Linked DNA regions of Ovis aries: region 2 is linked to region 1. Evidence: chromatin contacts called from public Hi-C data. All regions are on one chromosome and are shown on one strand. The core of a region is the stretch at or near the end of the contact, and the rest is flanking DNA. Distances in the headings are between cores, read along the strand shown. Region 1 has its middle 17 kb from the start of MTUS2. Region 2 has its middle 12 kb from the start of TRNAS-GGA.

Region 1 (3,014 bases), core at 326-2,825:
CCACTGCTGAGTTTTCCAAATTTGCTGGCATATTGAGTGCAGCACTTTCAGAGCATCATCTTTCAGGTTTTGAAATAGATCCACTGGAATTCCATCACCTCCACTAGCTTTGTTCGTAGTGATGCTTTCTAAGGCCCACTTGACTTCACATTCCAGGATGTCTGACTCTAGATGAGTGATCACACCATCATGATTATCTGGGTTGTGAAGATCTCTTTTGTACAGTTCTTCTGTGTATTCTTGCCATCTCTTCTTAATATCTTCTGCTTCTGTTAGGTCCATACCATTTCTGTCCTTTATCGAGCCCTTCTTTGCATGAAATGTTCCCTTAGTATCTCTACTTTTCTTGAAGAGATCTCTAGTCTTTCCCATTCTATTCTTTTCCTCTATTTCTTTGCATTGATTGCTGAAGAAACGTGATCTCAGCCAGGTTTTAAAATCAAGCTCCCCAGGAGAGGTTGCCCAGGGCCATGGCCAAGGCAGACGGCACTATCCCCAAGTGGAGGAGCGGCAAGGTCAGTGCAGAATGAAAAGATGGGCCCCTTGTCCAGAAGTGTCTCAAGTCCACTCCCCTGAATTCTCAGAAACTGTGGGGTACCCTCCTGCATTCACTCAGAACTCTGCTCAGTGGTCACCTTTTCAGGGAGGCCTTCCCCGGCCAAAATGGCATTCCCCTCCAAGGTGAGGCTTGACCATTTGACCAGCTTTACTTTTTCTTCCCAGCACTTGTCACCAATACCTGATATCTAATATGAATTAGTCTGCACTTACTAGAATGTCCGTGAGCAGGAATTGTGGGGAGATTTTGGTCCATGACTGTACCCCTAGCTTCTGAAATGGTGCCTCACACTGGAATGTGGAGATGACCCTCTGATGAGACAGAAGTAAAGACCGAGGAATAACCAGGGCGAGGCCTGTCGGGGTGCATGTCCATTAGCTCAGCGGAGGGGATGGGAAAGAAGATCCCTTGTATGCAGACTTGCTCTGAAAATAGAATGCTAACTCTGAATACAACCATTGTCTTCCCATCGCCTAATCTATGATGCCCTTACCACATCCTTGGGGAGTGACAGCTTTGCTCCTTCTGCAGGTGAAATGAGGAAAGCCCAGAGACGCAGAGACTCTTACACAAAATTCCAAAGTCACGTAGCTCCCCATGGCAGAGCCTAGTCTGAAAGACCAGAAATCAGGCAAGACTCAAGTCTATCCTCGTGCTTTTTCTGACCCAGACGTGGTCTGTTCCAGACGTGGGGTCTGTCCCAGACGTGGGGTCTGCCACCTGACCTTTTCATTCCACCCTAGTGTCAGGAAGATAGACTTAGTGGCCTTGGAATTGACTCATTTTATTCACAGAGACCAATCAGCTTTGTCCTGAATGCCATTCGGGGTCAATGTATCAATCACTCTTCATTAATAAGGCCAAGCGTATGGTGTTTCTAAGCTATTGAATGTCAAGAGAAGAGATAAGGGAGTGTAGTGTGTTGTGAAATACTTCAATAGACAGGCATATTCCGAGTCATGTGAATTTAAGCATCAGCTTCCTAAATAAACATTGATCTCTGGCCCCTGTGGAGTTCATTGTCTAGCCCTGAGCTGACAGTTGTTCCAGCCCATGTACTGTAGCTAATTAGCCACAGCTACCATTCACATGAGGTTTTTCTTTGCGGTGAACTTTAATATTCAGCAGGAGAAGAGATACTCTTCCTTTAATTGTGTTTTTCTAATTAAATTGCAAATTGTGATTGCTTATTCCTCTTGAAAGGAAGATCTTAGACTTACTCACTGAGTGCCTATGCTCACATATCAACTGTTTTTTCAGAATTTATCATGACTAAATGACCCAATAGATCTTGTCCCATAGATAACTTTTGGATAAACGTAAAATTTTCCATGTGGCCATAAACCTCACAACATGGTTCTCTAATAGTGTCTGATGTATAAATATTATAAAAGGGACAAGAATAATACTCGGTCGATCCTGTGAGTACTTGAATCTTCCCAGTAAACTCCTTCTTTTGCCTTTTGCTCAAGTCAGTTTCTGTGGCTATTGACCAAAATCTCTCTCTGGTACACCTGGCTTCTAGACTCTTTTCTGATTTGTTTTCTGCTGTTCACTCTCTTCCGTTATCTCAATGCAAGTCCGGTTTCCTGCCAAATTAGCCTCCAAATTGAGCAGCTGGACGGCGAGGACTTTGTGACGGAGCGAATGGTTCAGCTCTGTCTGTCTGGAGAGTGAAGCCCCAAGGAGGGACTGCAGCTGCTGTGGAGGTCATGATGCCCCTCCCCAGCCAGCCCAACAAGCCGGAGGGAGAAGCAAGCAGCTGAGTGGACATGATCCATGGAGAAATGGCTTTGCATTTCTGTACGTGCTGTGTTTGTGATCCATGATGAATCTCATGTGGGCTAAGACTGGTCCTGGGTTTAAAAGAGATGAGCAGAAACAGCAAGAAAGGGAGGAGCTGTGCCGATAGGATTATTGTGGCCAGTGTCTGGTGATGAAACTGAGATGGATACTGAAGACTTAGGCACAAGAAGATGCTCACAAACTTCCAGACAGAATATAAACAAAATTCGAACTATTACTGCATCTAAGGCATTTAATAAACTAGACAGCAGGTGTGAAGTAAGGCCCTGTGTTACAAAAGGTCAGCTGGCTCTTCACCTGTCAGAGTCCTTCCCAGAGATGCTTATAATGGCTAACGTGAAGGGGATGTCTGTTGTATGCCAGACCAGACGATGACTGTGCTAAATGACTTGCATGCATTTTCTTATGTGATTTCACAAACTTCTGGGGTAGGCTCTACTATAATCCCCCACTTACAGACCAGGAAAGTGATGTTTACAGAGGTTAAGAACTTGCTCAAGGCCACACCACTAGGAAGATTTCAACTGGATATTAAGGGATGCTACACTGGTGAAAGGGAAATAGGATAAAGGAGAGAGGCCAGTGAGATCCTTGTATCTGCCCCCATAGTGGGTGTGAAAGAGACGTTTCAGGAGCAGATCAGGCAGAG
Region 2 (3,031 bases), core at 506-3,005, 51 kb after region 1:
AAGTAATGTCTCTGCTTTTGAATATGCTATCTAGGTTGCTCATAACTTTTCTTCCAAGGAGTAAGCGTCTTTTAATTTCATGGCTGCAGTCACCATCTGCAGTGATTTTGGAGCCCAAAAAGATAAAGTCTGACACTGTTTCCACTGTTTCCCCATCTATTTCCCATGAAGTGATGGGACCAGATGCCATGATCTTTGTTTTCTGAGTGTTGACCTTTAAGCCAACTTTTTCACTCTCCTCTTTCCCTTTCATCAACAGGGTACTACCTCTTAATCCCCTTCACCTCTCTTGCCCAACCCTCCAAACTCCTCCCCTTTGGTGACCATCAGTTTGCTCTCTGTACCTATGAGCCTATTTCTGCTTTTTGTTTGTGTTTGTTCGATTTTTATATTCCACAATAACTGAAACCTTATGTCTTTCTCTGACTTCACTTACCGTAATACCTTCTGGGTCAACCCACATTGTCACAAATGACAAGATTTCCTTCCTTATGTGGCTGAGTAGCATTCCATTATCTTTGTGCATTCCTCTGTTGATGGACATTTCAGTTGTTTCTATGTCTTGGCTACTCTAAATAACGCTGCAGTGAACATAGGAGTTCACATATCTTTTCAAATTTTTGTTTTCTTCAGAAAAATACCTGAAAGTAGGTTGCTGGATTGCATTTGTTGTTGTTGTTTAGTTGCTAAGTCATGTCTGACTCTGTGACTCCATGTTCACCTGTCCACCTCTGTCCATGGGATTCTCCAGGCAAGAATACTGGAGTGGGTTGCCATTTCCTTCTCCAGGGGATATCATGACCCAGATTCTTTACTGCTGAGCCACCTGGGAAGTCCACTGGATTGTATAGTAGAATAATAACCTTGTCATATAGAATATTCTTGGTTATAAGTTTTTTCCTTTCTTCACTTTGAATATATTCTCCATTCTGGCCTGTAAAGTTTCTGCTACAAAGTCAGCTGGCAGTCTTATGGAAGTTTCCTTGCATGTAATTAGTTTCTTTTCTCTTGCTTCTTATTTATTTTTTGGGGGGCCACTTCAGTTATAATGTGTCTTGCTGTGAACCTCTTGGGGTTCATCTTGTTTATTACAACTGACTCTATGCTTCTTAGACCTGGATGTGTTTCTTTCCCAGATAAGGAAAGTTTTTATCTTTTTTTTCTTCAAATAAGTTCTCTCTCTTTTCTCCTGGTGCCACTGTAATGCAAATGTTAGCATGTTTGATATTGCCTCAGAGGTCTTATTAAATGCATCAATTTTTAAAAACTTTCTGTTCAGTTTTTGGTTATTTCCACTGCTCTGCCTTCCAGATCTCTGATCTATTCCTTTGTATCATCTAATCTACTGTTGATTCCTTCTATTGTTACTGTTTTCTTCAGCTCTATTTGGTTCTTCTTTTCTAACACTTCACTGAAAATCTCACTATGCTTATCAGTTCTTCCCCCCAGTCTGTATCTTTAAGGTCATTACCTTAACTCTGTATCAGGGAGATTGCATATGTCCACTTCATTTAATTCTTTTTCTAAAGTTACGTCTCATTCCTTCACTTGGAACACGTTCCTCTGCCTCATTTTGCCCAATTTTGTGTTTATTTCTGTTGCATAAGTCAGCTCCTTTCCTGACCTTGGAGGTGACCCTATGTTGCCGATGTCCTGTGGGCCCAGCATGCTCCCTTCTGGCCACAGAGCTCTGTGCTCCAGGTTGTCCCTATGTGGGCTGTGTGCCCTTCTCTTGTGGCAAGACTGACTACTGTAGGTGTGCTGGCAGGTGGGGCTGGCCCCTGGCCCACTTGGTTTTGAGGCTGTGCCTTGTGCAATGAGCTGTACCCAAGGGTAGGCCTTCCACGTGATTGGATGTTTGACCCATACAGGCGCAGGGTTGCTGCTGGCCCACTGGTAGGTGGGGCCAGGCCCCTGGCACTAATAGGCTGTGAGAATTCCAAATGATGCCTGCCAATGCTGCTGTTATCATGACAGAGCAAGTTCTCCAAAGTGCCAGCCATCTCCATGTCCAGGGGGAGTCCCAGCTGCCTCCTGCCTCCCTGGATCCAAGATCAGCAAGCAGGCCTGACCCAGAGTCCTTTCAAATTGACATCTACACTGGGTTATATACACCCTTTAAGAGAAAAGTCTGTTTCCTATAGCTCTCTGGCTCTTCTGAACATAAGCCCCACTGGTTTTCAATGCCAGATGTTCTGGAGGCTTGTTTTCCTGGTGTAGGTGCCCCATGCTGGCAAGTCTGATGGGTGCAAACTCCTCACTCCTTGGGGAGGATCTTTATAATTGTGATGTTCCTCCCGTTTCCTCACCAACCTCTGGGTGTGAGTCCTGACTGTACTGTATCTCTGTCCCTCCTACCTGACTCATGCCTCATGCTCTTACTTGTGGGAAATCTTTTCTGTTATTCTTCAGGTTGTTTTCACAGGTACTTGCTCTGTAAACAGCTGTAATTCTGGCATGTCCATGGGTACATTCAGGGTCTCTGTACTCTGCCATCTTGGCCGCCTCCCAAACCAAAGTACAGGTTCTTAATTAAGGATTTATGGTGCATGAAGGAACCTGAATTTCATTTTGAAATCATGAGCTAAATAAGTTCACTGAAGTATCAGTTTTGGTTTTGCTTTATTAGAACAAGTCAAAGCTTTGTTAGAGTCACCCAATTGCAGATTCCAGTGTTAGATTATACACTGTATTGTCTGTTTCAAAAGTAATCTACTTGTTCAGGCTATCTTCTATTCTTGCAATGTCTATATTCCAAGGAATAACAAAATGCATGAAAGCACTGGTTATATTTGTCTACTAGTGAAAGAGGGATTATACCCAGTGTAAAGAAACACTGATTAAAGTGATCAGCCTGTCATACGTATTTTATACAAGGATAGGTGTGAAGAAGCATGTTCACTCAAAGAGCCACCCTGCAATGAGCCAAACAGTACTCAACTGTTTGCCAACCCACCCAATACTTTCAGACAGTAAAACCTGCAAGTTCCTTTATTCACAGATATTTAAAAAAACATAACACAGAACTACA

What was found. Hi-C and Micro-C count contacts between places; a contact is called where the count stands out from the background.
Region 2: a Hi-C map of liver shows a contact between it and region 1, with 5 times the contacts expected there. The contact joins two enhancer-like sites. A contact is called at or near these places in 12 of 16 Hi-C or Micro-C datasets (blood, hypothalamus, liver and 6 more).

The regions. Positions count from the first base shown.
Region 1 is chr10:31,692,411-31,695,424 of ARS-UI_Ramb_v3.0, forward strand. No RefSeq gene overlaps it. Among named protein-coding and RNA genes, the nearest start is that of MTUS2, 17 kb to the left of the region's middle. Within about 2 kb of position 1,576, at least 1 of the 54 cell types and tissues checked has an H3K27ac peak or open chromatin away from gene starts, as enhancers often do. A contact at or near this core is called in liver, where this site is marked.
Region 2 is chr10:31,743,041-31,746,071 of ARS-UI_Ramb_v3.0, forward strand. No RefSeq gene overlaps it. Among named protein-coding and RNA genes, the nearest start is that of TRNAS-GGA, 12 kb to the left of the region's middle. Within about 2 kb of position 1,756, at least 4 of the 54 cell types and tissues checked have an H3K27ac peak or open chromatin away from gene starts, as enhancers often do. A contact at or near this core is called in liver, where this site is marked.